Linked DNA regions of Zea mays: region 2 is linked to region 1. A link is a contact called in public Hi-C data. All regions are on one chromosome and are shown on one strand. The core of a region is the stretch at or near the end of the contact, and the rest is flanking DNA. Distances in the headings are between cores, read along the strand shown.

Region 1 (5,952 bases), core at 2,336-4,835:
CTTCCGGGTTGTCTTTTGCTCTCTTGTTTGAACCCTTTTCTTGGTCTTTTTATTGGCTTATTGTGAACCTTTGGCACCTGTAGAACTTATAGACTAGAGCAAACTAGTTAGTCCAATTACTTGTGTTGGGCAATTCAACCACCAAAATCAATTAGGAAATAGGTGTAAGCCTAATTCCCTTTCAGTATGCGTGAAGTTCTCAATGTCGTCGATGATACGTTGTTGGAGGTGTACGCCGCTGGGCAAGAGGCGGTGATCCCGTTGGTGAACGCCATCCCCGCACGTCGTGTGCCCGTGTTCAAGTGCACAACGTGCACTTTTGTGTGATTCACGGATGGACAACAGTAGTGTCGCTGTCGGTGGTTGAATGTGGCCTCCCCATCGCGCTCCCGTCACCGCCGGTGCCGATGGGAGATGCGGAATCGTCAGCAACAGTGCCGATGGATGTCGAGTTGGCGGCACCACCGCCTCCTCCACCCATTGCAGCAGCAGTTCGTCGTTGTTCCCCAACCCCGCGCGGAGACGGTGGTCGTTGGAACCATCTATGCCCGTCGCGGACAACCCCCTCGCGCCATCAACGCTTCGCGCAAGCGCATCATCTTCACCGGCCACCTCCCCGGTAGGTTGACCTCAACTCCCTCCTACGGTGAAGAGAGCCTAATGGCCCTCAGACCGTCCTATGGTGGTTGCTGCCATGTTGGCCAGTGGGGGAAGAGGGGAGACGATGTCGGGGATCCTCGACGGGCATGGGCGCGTCTTGGCCCCGATGTGCTGGCAATCGACATGGCCCGACGTCGATGGCCTCGACACGCGTGCAAATCGGCGCGACGCTCCTCCCTAGGGATGGCAACGGGCACATTTTACCCGCGTGCCCGCGGGTAAAAAACCTATAGGTTGCGGGTTTGGGTGTGAGTTTGTACCCGTGGGTACGGGTTTGATTCTCAACCCGACAGGTTTTTTCTCATGGGTATGAAAATGTTGTACCCGTGCTCGCAAACCCGCATACCCGCGTGTGTGTCTGTGTAGACTGTAGAGCACATGCATCTCAATTTAGTGCCACCCCCGAAAGCTTTGAGCGAGCGAAGCCAATCAAATGATATAAAAGAAGACTACAGGCGCCAGTGAACTCGTATAACTTTTGGCTAAGATCGGTACATGTTTTTATCAGTTTAATAAATATTTATTATTATGTTAAATATATGACTGTGCCCGCGGGTAGCGGTTTTGGATAACACACGCTACCCGTCGCGGGTAGCGGGTGCGGGTACGGATTTAACATTAATCTCGCGGGTACGTGTTTGTAATGTCTGTACCCGCAGGTTTTAAACCCATTGTCGTCCCTACTCCTCCCCAGGCGTGGGCGGACGAGCCCCGTGCATGGCGGCGACGGCTAGTGGAGTTGGGACAGTTAGGGTTCGTCCCCTATTTATAATGGGCCCTTCTGGCTGTTTTGGGCCGCCTAGGCCGGCCTCTCGGCTGGGCCGACGTGTAGGCCGCCCATGCTACCACAATGGGCTACAGATTGGCCTAATTACATTGTTTTACCATTTTAATTTCCGAATTTTCGGTATAAGACTATGTTTGTATATAATTTAGTTTAACCAATTGTTAGTGCGTCTAAATTCGTCATTTAGATTGCAATTGTTATATGTCTTTGTATATGTTTGTCTGTTTTATTATCAATATACCAGAATTTGGTTCGTGAATTATTTTTGTTATTACATTTATAATTCACATATCTCTACTTGCTATTGTTTTTCGCATTCTTTTAAGTTTGCATGCACGAATAAAATTACATTACATTTATTTTGGAGTATGAGCACAGGATGATAGAGTCCTAAGCATTGAATGTGCTAAATTCTTTTATAAAGTTTAGTAACCCAGAGACCATACTTCAGACAACATTCTGAATGTCTATCACTACGAGGTCTACATATTTCTAGATGATCACATATACGTGATAACCCAAAATAACATCATATAATTTTTTTGAATATCATTTTGATAATTAGTCGAGCATGGATAGTGTAGACCTAAGCATTGGATGTGATTTGTTCAGTCGTGATTTTATCAGCCCAGAGACTGTGCTTTTAGGCAGCAAGTCACTTGCCCACTACTAGGAGATCTACCTAATTAATTTGAGGATTATTTTTAAATTGCTCACTAATATTCAAAATATTTATTCAATAGGAAGGGTTAATATGTTCATGCAACTCATATCATATGTAATTTTAAAGATTTTGCATTTGAGCTTACAACATCACCATTGTGACTCTCAATGTACACATAAATTAATGGAAGTCCATGATCATGACTGTAGGGACATGTCAACTAAAGAGTTCGAGGAACTCGATCTTGATGGGCACAATTACCCAACTTGGGGTTCATACATTAAAATAACTTTAGATTCTCGTGGGATTATCGATGTTATTGCAACACCAATCACTGGTGACAACCTAGTTAATGATGTTAAAAATAACACAACTCTTTTTCTTCTGAGGCTCTACATACATAAAGATCTCAAACAAGAGTACCTTATGAAGAGATGCCCACATAGCTTATGGAAAGCTCTTAATGAACAACAGAAGGAACTCATATGACATTCGGCCAATCATGAGTGAAATCACTTTCGCCTGCAAGATTTCAATTTTGTTGCAGAATATGATCATGCTCTTCATAGTCTACTATAAAAATTTCATTTCAATTGGACAACAGAAAATGTAGATATGGATTAATTACAAAAGAAACTTAGATTTAAAAATACAATAAAAACTTTATACTTAAATATACTGTGACGTGAATTGGTTTGGCTGGATGCCTGGATTATTGGTGCTCCTCTCGCGCTCGCCGTAGGTCCGGCGGGCGTGCCATCAGGCTGGCAGGCCTGACGACTACAGCGACAGCCGCGAGCTCCCCGGGGCCCAGCAGCGCCCCAGCAAAACAAAAAACTGTCCACGACCAAAACTTGCGGGGCCTGCACGAGTCTCCGTGCGCCACGTCGGCAAGTCAAGTGTGCTACTCCAACGGAACCGAACCGACCAACCCTGCCCACCAGATCTTCTGGAAGTGCCATGTCCTATTCGATCCAGATCCAGCAGCCCCTGCCTGAAGCGTGCACCGCAATTCACATCTTCGGTTGTGTGTATCTGAAATTGGCAAACCAAATAATGCGCGTGGACAAGCTGAAAACAGCACGGATCCACCCAAGGTAGCCAACAGACTGACTGGGACTGGTGGTAGTGTTGTGCTACTGATCGGCAGCTCAACACAACAGAGCATGCAGTACTATAGCCGTAGACAACCACTGTGCTTGGTAGGACCGTGTACTACAAAGACCGTACACGCACGCTTGATCAACGGTCCAATGCTGTTGTGCTTACCAAACGACCAGACAACCGGACGGGAGGTAGGGCAGGGCCCAAAGCTTGGGAGTTGGCCAGTTGGGACCTGACGCAGCCTGCCACACAGGAATACAGCACGCACGATCGGCAACCTGCCTGATGCATGCATTGTGTTGTTACCGAATTGCCGGATGTCCATGTATATATATTTTTTTCCTCTGACGAAGGGGGTGTTTGGTTTCTAGGGACTAATGTTTAGTCCCTAGATTTTATTCAATTTTAGTTCCAAAATTGCCAAATATAGAAACTAAAACTTTATTTTATTTTCTATATTTAGCAATTTGTACACTAAAAAGGAATAAAATGAAGGGACTAAACATTAGTCCCTAGAAACCAAACACCCCCGAAGAACCATTGATCGAGTCGTAACTCGTAAGCACCATTTGTCCATTTTGACCGGTTGCACCAAATCCAGGTCAAACCCAGGTGATTAGTTTTCCAGTCCCACTCACTCAAACCTCTCCGTCCTCCTCCTCCTCCGGGCCGGGCTGCAACCTGCGACGCTGGCGCCGGTCGGCACGAGGTGTTCCACGAGTCGCTGCGCCCCCCACCGGCCACCACGGCGCGTGCCGGGAGCAGCGCAGCGGCGGCGGCCATAATGGGCGCCGCCGCCGCGGCCTTCGACTCCGAGTGCAAGAGGTTCGTTAAGTACCGTACCGTACTCTTCTCTTCTCCACTTGAAATCCACGATGCATGAGGCAGGCGGCAGGACAGACGCGCGCCATCGTCGTGCCGCGCGCCACGTGCTCCGCGCTAGTCTAGCGTCGAACGAAAAATGGCCTTCTTTTTTTCTTTCCCTCCCTTCTTTCGGTCTCCTGCTCGCCGTCCCCAATCTGCGCTGCCGATTCTTCTTCTTCTTCTTCTTCACCAATTCAATTCATCTTCGTCGCCTGGGGCACACCCCTCGGGCGCCGCGGCAGCAGGGGGTGCGGTGCAGTTAGCGCCAGCGCGCGTGGCTCCAACCGGACTTGCCGCGATCCGTTGCAATCCTGATTCCCTTCCTCTCCAGAATTCATCCTCCCATGTGCGTGGATCTCGGGGCCCGCGCGGGCTAGGGTTTAGTATGGCTTTGGTCAATCCATGGCGTGCGCTGCCGAGGTCGTCCTGTCGCTTCTTCTTTAATGCGCGCTGATCCCCATGGACTCCGAGTCCCCACGGTAAATCCCACACAAAGGCGGGTTCCTTTGCCCATTTCGCATGCCTCCTCCTCTTCTCTCCATCTCCTGCCGTATCTTGTTCGGTTCCTTGTATTCGTATTGCCCCGGGGGTGCTAATGCCGTTGTTGGGGTTCCCTCCGGGAGCTGTGGTTGATGCTCCTGAGGTTTGGCGCAGGGACGCTTATGGATTCACGGTGCGGCCGCAGCATCTGCAGCGTTTCCGCGAGTACGCCAAGATTTACAAGGTAGTGATTTACTTTGCCGTGCTGGAAATGTTTTGTTTCTTTGTCTGTTTATGGGAAAATTTTGATTTTGCCTTTTTATGGTTGTTTGTTAGGAAGAGGAGGAGGAGAGGGCGCACAGATGGAGGGACTTCTTGGACAGGTTGGCTGAGTCAGCGAATGTGCCCACCACACCCAGTGTTTCTCCATATGCAGCTACCGACGATGGTGCCTCAGGTGCAGGACAAACACAAGGGAATAACGGCATCGGAATACATTGTGATGATGAAGAAGTGGGATCTGAGAACGCAGAAGATAACAACAAATTTGAAAGCCCGAAGGAAGCTGATGCAAGTGGCGAATCAAGGGAACCAAATGGTAAGCCAGGAGATCTGAAAGATGTAACTAAGTTGGACAAAGTGCAAGAGGAGACTGGTAGCAGCTCTACGCAAGCAATCAAAGACTTAGAGGGCTTGATGGAAGCAAGCGGGGACTTTGAAGAACTAAGAGATTTGAATGGAATCCCAGAAGAATTGGAAGAAGAGAATAATGGCAACTTGGAAAAGCTGGTAGAACTCTTCTTGGATAAGGGGTTGTTGGATGAACTGAAGCCCATAAAAGTTGAGTCCCAGTGGCGGGTGCGTGCAGCGCTTAGCATCATTGACAAAATGATGAGCTCTCGGGTAGTGAAGGGTGGTAATGGTGCAAACGATATTCATCGAAAGGATGGACCACAGCTTACTTCTATTGAAGAGGAAGGAATGACTGCAGAAGTGAGTCACGACGGATATCCAGCTGAGGTTGAGGAGTCTTGTGTTGCAGAGAAGGTGGAACTTGGACAGGAGACAACTGATGATTCTACAGGTACTGCTTTGGATAGAGACAATGATGGGTCGTATTTTCTTTGGAGGGAGGAGCTTGAGAGCTTGGTTCGTGGAGGTGTGCCAATGGCTCTTAGAGGAGAGGTGCAACTGCAGCCACTTTTGCAAATTTCTGCTGTCTGCTTTGTGTGTGAGATTTGATACTTTATGCTCACATATTATTGACTTCCCTGCAGATATGGCAAGCATTTGCAGGTGTTAGTGCTCGGAGGATTACTGGGTACTACAACAATTTGCTTGATGACAGGACTGCGATATTGGATGAAAAGGATCCCGTGGACCCAGTGGTCAA
Region 2 (5,952 bases), core at 1,204-3,703, 130 kb before region 1:
CTCTGGTGCTATTAAACCAGAACATGCAAGATGGCAGGTCAGTCAGAACTGAAAGGGAAGCCGAAGAAAAAATCAATTCAGTTGGAGCGTCAGCAGTGACGAGTAGCCAAAAAAAAAAAACGAGTGAGCGTGGTAGGGGCCGAAACCTTTCATGCGCCGTGTCACGATATGAGCAATACATGAATGTCTACATGGACACTGATCCTTCATCTCGGCAACATTTGCACAGAACACACTGCACATCATCATTCTTTCCGACCCATTCATATATATACAGTGACATCGACACGTCACCAAAGCAAATATAATACCTGGACAACTAGTTTATTTATTTTCAGAAGCACAGCCATTACAGAAGGCCATGCCTTATTGAAGACCAGATGTAATATCCAAGCACACAACCGACTAAAACGAGCTCCGATCTACTACGCTGGTGCTTCTGGCGAAAGTCTCGTCCTTGGTCACAGGCTTTAAGCAATCTGGATGTTCAAAACGAAGGTTGGTCAAATGTTTTGAAATTAGCTGAACAAATATAGATCGATCGATATCAAGGCAGAACAAAATTAAGAAAATACGGAGTGTTCAATACCCCAAGCCGCTTCTTTGTTTGCTCAAGCAAAAACTGCGGGTCCAGTTTAGTCTGTGTGTACGCATCGATCTTGTTCACTTCCTGAGACATACAAAGTTTCTCATCAACGAAGCATTATCAACATGACAAAAGGATCGTCTCAAACAATGTTAGTGAACGAACGAACGTATTACAGATATAAATCCTAGTCAATTTGAAATCCATCGGCGTGAGCTACCTCGATGAATTTCTGAAGGTTGGGTCTGCCCTTTGTGACGTCATAGTTCTTTATATTGGAATAGAGTATCTGAAACCTCTCGATGAACGGTACATACGCAACGTCCACCTGTTCGTGTAATAATGAAAAATACGCATCACGACAAAACCACATGCCAACTGAAGCCCACATTCGTAATGTAGATTTGATTTTGAACCCTGCTCCCGGGACGGGAGAGAACGATTCCTAGTGTTCAGCGACACATACCAGACTGAACTGACCAAGGAAGAACGGGCCATCGTTGAATTTCCCCAGGGCGTCTTCTATTTTGTCCAAGGCAGCAACTGATGTAAAGACATGGAATGAGGCAATTAGCATCTTATTGAAAAGACATTTTTTTTCCAGACAAACCAAGCATGCGAACTAGTCCTGTTACCGGCTTCCTCAGACACATCTTCCCTGTCGACTAAACATGAGTAAAATGCTTTGTTGAATGCGTCAGTGTATCCGAGCAGCTCCTCAGCGAACTGCTGCTTTGCATGATCCTGTGAAGAATCCAGAGTCCAGACGTTAAACAAGCCTGAAAAAAAAACACATTTCTACATCGACGGCGATCTTATGTATCCATACTACCTCGGGGAGCAACGATGGACCTTCGAAGTTGCTGTCAATGTACTTAACCAAATCCAAGCTCTCTCCTTTCACCTGGTTGTCGTGCTCTAGAGAAGGCACCTACGGGGGAAACAAAACAAAGGGTGAATGAAAAATGCAAGACAAAGTATCCATGAACCTTGGAAAATCTGAACAGGAGGGGGGATAGCAGATTAGTCAGACACACCTTGTTTTCTGGATAAACCTTCTCCTTGTACCACGCTGGCCTGTCAGCGAGATCGATGGCAACTATCTTAATCTTGTCCTGCAGACCCTGGACAGACGGCGAGGAACAGAAAAAGGTTTCAGTTTCCCTTTCCCGGAAGACACCACAAATTAAGGAGAACCGCTTCAACAAATCAGAGAACGGTGGTGATGGTGATGGTACCACCTTGTAGTTTCTAGCAATCCAAGCGCGCTGCGCGAACGGGCAAAGATAGGCCACGTACAACCTTCACGAGACTCAAAAACCGAACCGGGGGTTAACTTCTAGCTCATGGTCTGCACAGGTGAAGATTTTTAGTAATTAATTAATTGATAGGTCGAAAACCTACCTGGTGGTGCCATCGAAAAGGGGAGGGGGCTCGGAGGCGGAGGTCAGGGGAGACGGCAGCACTTCCTTCACGGAGCTGCACAGGAAGGAGGGAGGACTGTTCCATTAAAAAAAACTAACTAAAGAATCTCCCTCCACAGAAAGTTCAACAAACAATCGTTTTTATACAGGGGGGGGGGGGGGGGGGGGAGTTAGATCAAGAATCTGAACGGCGACAGCAGACAGAGACAGACAGGACGCCGTTCTGCTCAGTGCTCACCTTGCAGGAGCGGCGGCTGCCATGGCGGCGATGCGGCCGGTTCGGGAGGAGCTTCGAGCGTGGAGGTGGCGGTGAGCTGCATCTTCTCGTTGCCGGCAGCGAACCTTTATACGCGGCGATGGGAAGGGCCGCGGGGGAGGCGGGCGTCAGTGGTGACGGGCAACCGGGGAAAGCGAGCGAATTCTTCGTGGGAGGCCGCCGGAGGTGAGTGAATGCAGTCTGAATCGTGTGACGGATTGATTGGATGACATGTACAGGTCTACAGCCGTCCTGGGCCCGCCCAACGGCGGCCGGCCTCACTTGGACTTGGACGCGAACGCGGTGCAGGTGATGACAATTTTACCCGCGGGTTCGGATATCCACGGATATCCGACCCGTCGGTTTCGGGTTCGGGTACGAAATTTAACCCGCGGGTCTCACCCATACCCGACCCGTGATAAAATCGGGTCGGGTACGGGTTTTATCTTTTACCCGCGGGTCTTAGCGGATATCCGAAATTATTTTCAGTTTTCACTTTTCAGCCCACTAGAAACCGGCCGGCCCAATGTCCATCTTTATTCAATAATCCAGAACCCTAGTCCTCTCACCTCACGCAGTCACGCACGGAGTCACCACTCACCAAGTCACCGGTCAATGGTCTGCCCCCGCTCCCTCGCCCACTGCACGTACTGCTTCCTCCCTCCAAAGCTGTCGTAATTGTTCACGAGGCTCAGAATCATCTTAATCCCATGCTTCCTAGCCTCAGACAGCACGAAATCCAGCCCCTGAACGAACAGCAGTAGATGGAAAAATAAACCGGCAACGCGTCAGCTCACCAAGAAAGAAACAACGCAGATAAATAGCAAGAACATCTCAAGAATACGAGTCATCGGCACAAGGGAAATGAAGATTATGATGACCTGGAAGGTGTTCTCGTTGTAGCAGCCGGGAGAGTACTGCAGCGCGCCGCCGCCGCCGTCGCTGAACGCCCACGTCCAAGTCACCGGTCACGGTCTCTCACCGTCTCTCACCGTCTCTCTCTCTCAGCCTCTCATCCAAGCCACCACCAGCCGCCAGAAAGGCAGAAACCGAGCGCCCCTGGCTCGCCCAGCCCGCCCTGCGTCCCTGCTCCCTGCTCAATGCGGCAGTGCCCCTGCAGCCCAGGCGAGTGCTATTTTTTCTTTGTTGTCCAACAGTTCAAGTTCATGTAATCATGTCCAAGACTCTAAGAGACCTTCGTTGTTTTGTTGAATTGAACTTTGAAGTTTGATTCAAGTGTAAACGCTATGTACTCATATATTGCTTGCTTCTGTAACAGTAATCAGATTTATTATGCCTTTTTTTTTGTTCTATCTTGTCATTTGTCAACCATGTATTTTATTTGTGTGGAGTGTAATTATACCCGCGGGTATCCGATACCCGCCCGATACCCGATGGGTACGGGCACGGGTACAAAATCCTACCCGCGGGTATAGTCACGGGCGGGTATGAGTAATATCCGTGGGTATTGTCGCGGGCGGATATTTACCATACCCGATCCGAACCCGACCCATTGCCATCCACTCTGCGCCTGGCTGTGCTCCAGGCCCGGAGCCCTTCAGGATTTTCTGGAAGAATTCCGGCGAGTAGTTGGTAGGAGGACTGGATATGTTGCGTGGATCCGGCGTAGGTACAAGAGAAAACCATTATGGGACTGTTTACGATCCGGACCAGAAGCTAACAAAAGCGAACAAAAGGTCATAGCACTATCTCAGTCAAAATGTTTATGGTTGGGTCATTCCAAATCGTGTGTAGCCATCTCGTTCTTTCGAGAGCTTGGGCCACTACACGCTTCTTTCGCTGAGCCTTGTTTTACCTCACCAAACAAAAAGTTCAGGAGAATAAAATTGTCTTAAATTTATATGAGCATTATAAGCTCTTGCTTGGTTAGACGAGACGAACAGGATAGACTGGATATTAAGGGTATATAGAATCTTATAAGTTGTTCGCTTGACTTTAATTCAAAACGGTTTCTACTATTTTTTCTACACTACAGCAGTCCGAATCATAATCCAAAGCGAACAAAAAGACGCTCCTACCTTGTTTCCCAAGTTCAAAGAGCTTTCCTCCAATTATACAAAAGCACCGGAAGAGCCCTTTCTTCCTCCCATTGTATGAATGGATCCTTCTCTTATTTCTCCTGGGCATGAGCAAACATAAGAGCATGTACAATCATAAAACATTAGATCAGTTTTTCAAATATAAGAGACATATAAAAGACTATATCATACAACTCGGAGATTCTAAATCATAAACATATTTAAGAGACAATATAGAGAGAGGGTCGTGCACAGATTATCTCTTCGCAAAAAAACACATCACTTATATTTTTTTCGATTAACCCTTTCGAAACCTTTCAATAGACCTCATATTGAATGATGTTACATATGCCCTAAAAACGATGCGGAAAATTGTTCCTTTCCTCCCATGTGGTCACCCCTTTCGATGCTCGGTTGTCTTCCCCCACAGACAGGATGAAAGTGGGTATCCAAATTGTTAGAACAAATCTAATATTTTAAAATAAATATGTATCAAATTTAATGGCAATCTTTTTTATGTTATCATGCACATTATTATAAATAAAAATAAAATTTTGCATAAATTGGTTTATACATTATCTGGTCCTTACAACATAAAAGATGAAAAAAAATATATGTATCTATATATGAATTATATATATATTATTTGAGAAGATATATAATAAATTTGAGATTTACCTTTTTATGAATCTTTATAAGCCCAATGTTAAAAATAAAAATTTATATAGCAAATTCTATACTATATTTATTCACAATTAAAGAAGACGACACCAAAAAGTTGATATCAAGTATCCGTTTTAGATTTCCCATTCATCGCCAGCGAACGGTTCTCCTCCCTTGTCGATGCCCCATCCAGTAGTCCGTTCACCTGATCTGCATCTTTCTCCATGGGCTGGCTCTATTAGATTTGCTTCAAAGGTGAGGCTGTGATCTATGACTTGAGTGTGCTGTGAATAAAAATGCATTGAGTTCTTTACATCAGTTCACATTGGTCTCATACATACTCTATTAAATTGTATCCAACAACTTATGTATCTATCCCTTAACTCATACTTCCTCAATCCAAAAGTAAAATTCGTATTGGATGTTTTAGTGGATTCATTAAATACTTAATGTATGTGTTTTGTATATGCGTAAGATGCATCATTATCTATTCGAATATAGACATAAAAACCAATAGCTACTATTTTAGACTGGAACGAGTATTTTAAATTTTAATCTGTAAACAATAAAGTCTATAGTGTAAAATAATATTTTTTATGACTATATGGACGTTCTGCTGGAGACAGCCCAGTAGGATTGAATATAAACTATTTTATGATGTATTACATTAAACGGGCTATAAGACCAAAAAAAAAAAGAAATAGGCTAAATAGATAATTAAACGAAAACAACGTACCGCCATGTGCGTTTAAACGATTTTTATATGGGAAAGACCGTTTAGGCGAACTTAGGTTTATAAATGCCATTGTGTGCGTTATGAGATAAGAAAAAAGGAAAGGAAATTGCATGGTTGCATCTACTCGGAATGTAACTTAGTTTTTACTCTTTTTTTTAAATCTCTAGTCTTTAAAAGCACTAGTTTCAATAGTTATCTTGCGTCGTGCGTGAAGTGCACATATGTTCTGCTCTCCCCACTTCTCGGCT

What was found. Hi-C and Micro-C count contacts between places; a contact is called where the count stands out from the background.
Region 2: a Hi-C map of leaf shows a contact between it and region 1, with 2.7 times the contacts expected there. The contact joins the promoter of LOC100282090 here to the promoter of LOC103639286 in region 1. A contact is called at or near these places in 12 of 25 Hi-C or Micro-C datasets (bundle sheath, ear, endosperm and 3 more).

The regions. Positions count from the first base shown.
Region 1 is chr9:144,699,726-144,705,677 of Zm-B73-REFERENCE-NAM-5.0, reverse strand. It overlaps LOC103639286 (ecotropic viral integration site 5 protein homolog), which reads left to right and starts at 3,585. Exons shown (of 18, transcript XM_035962698.1): 1 at 3,585-4,040; 2 at 4,734-4,803; 3 at 4,896-5,744; 4 at 5,837-5,952. The coding sequence starts at 4,000.
Region 2 is chr9:144,827,539-144,833,490 of Zm-B73-REFERENCE-NAM-5.0, reverse strand. It overlaps LOC100282090 (IN2-1 protein), which reads right to left and starts at 2,453. Exons shown (of 10, transcript NM_001155003.2): 1 at 2,249-2,453; 2 at 1,991-2,065; 3 at 1,828-1,888; 4 at 1,624-1,710; 5 at 1,419-1,517; 6 at 1,222-1,330; 7 at 1,053-1,129; 8 at 807-914; 9 at 590-670; 10 at 125-479. The coding sequence starts at 2,271. The coding sequence ends at 471.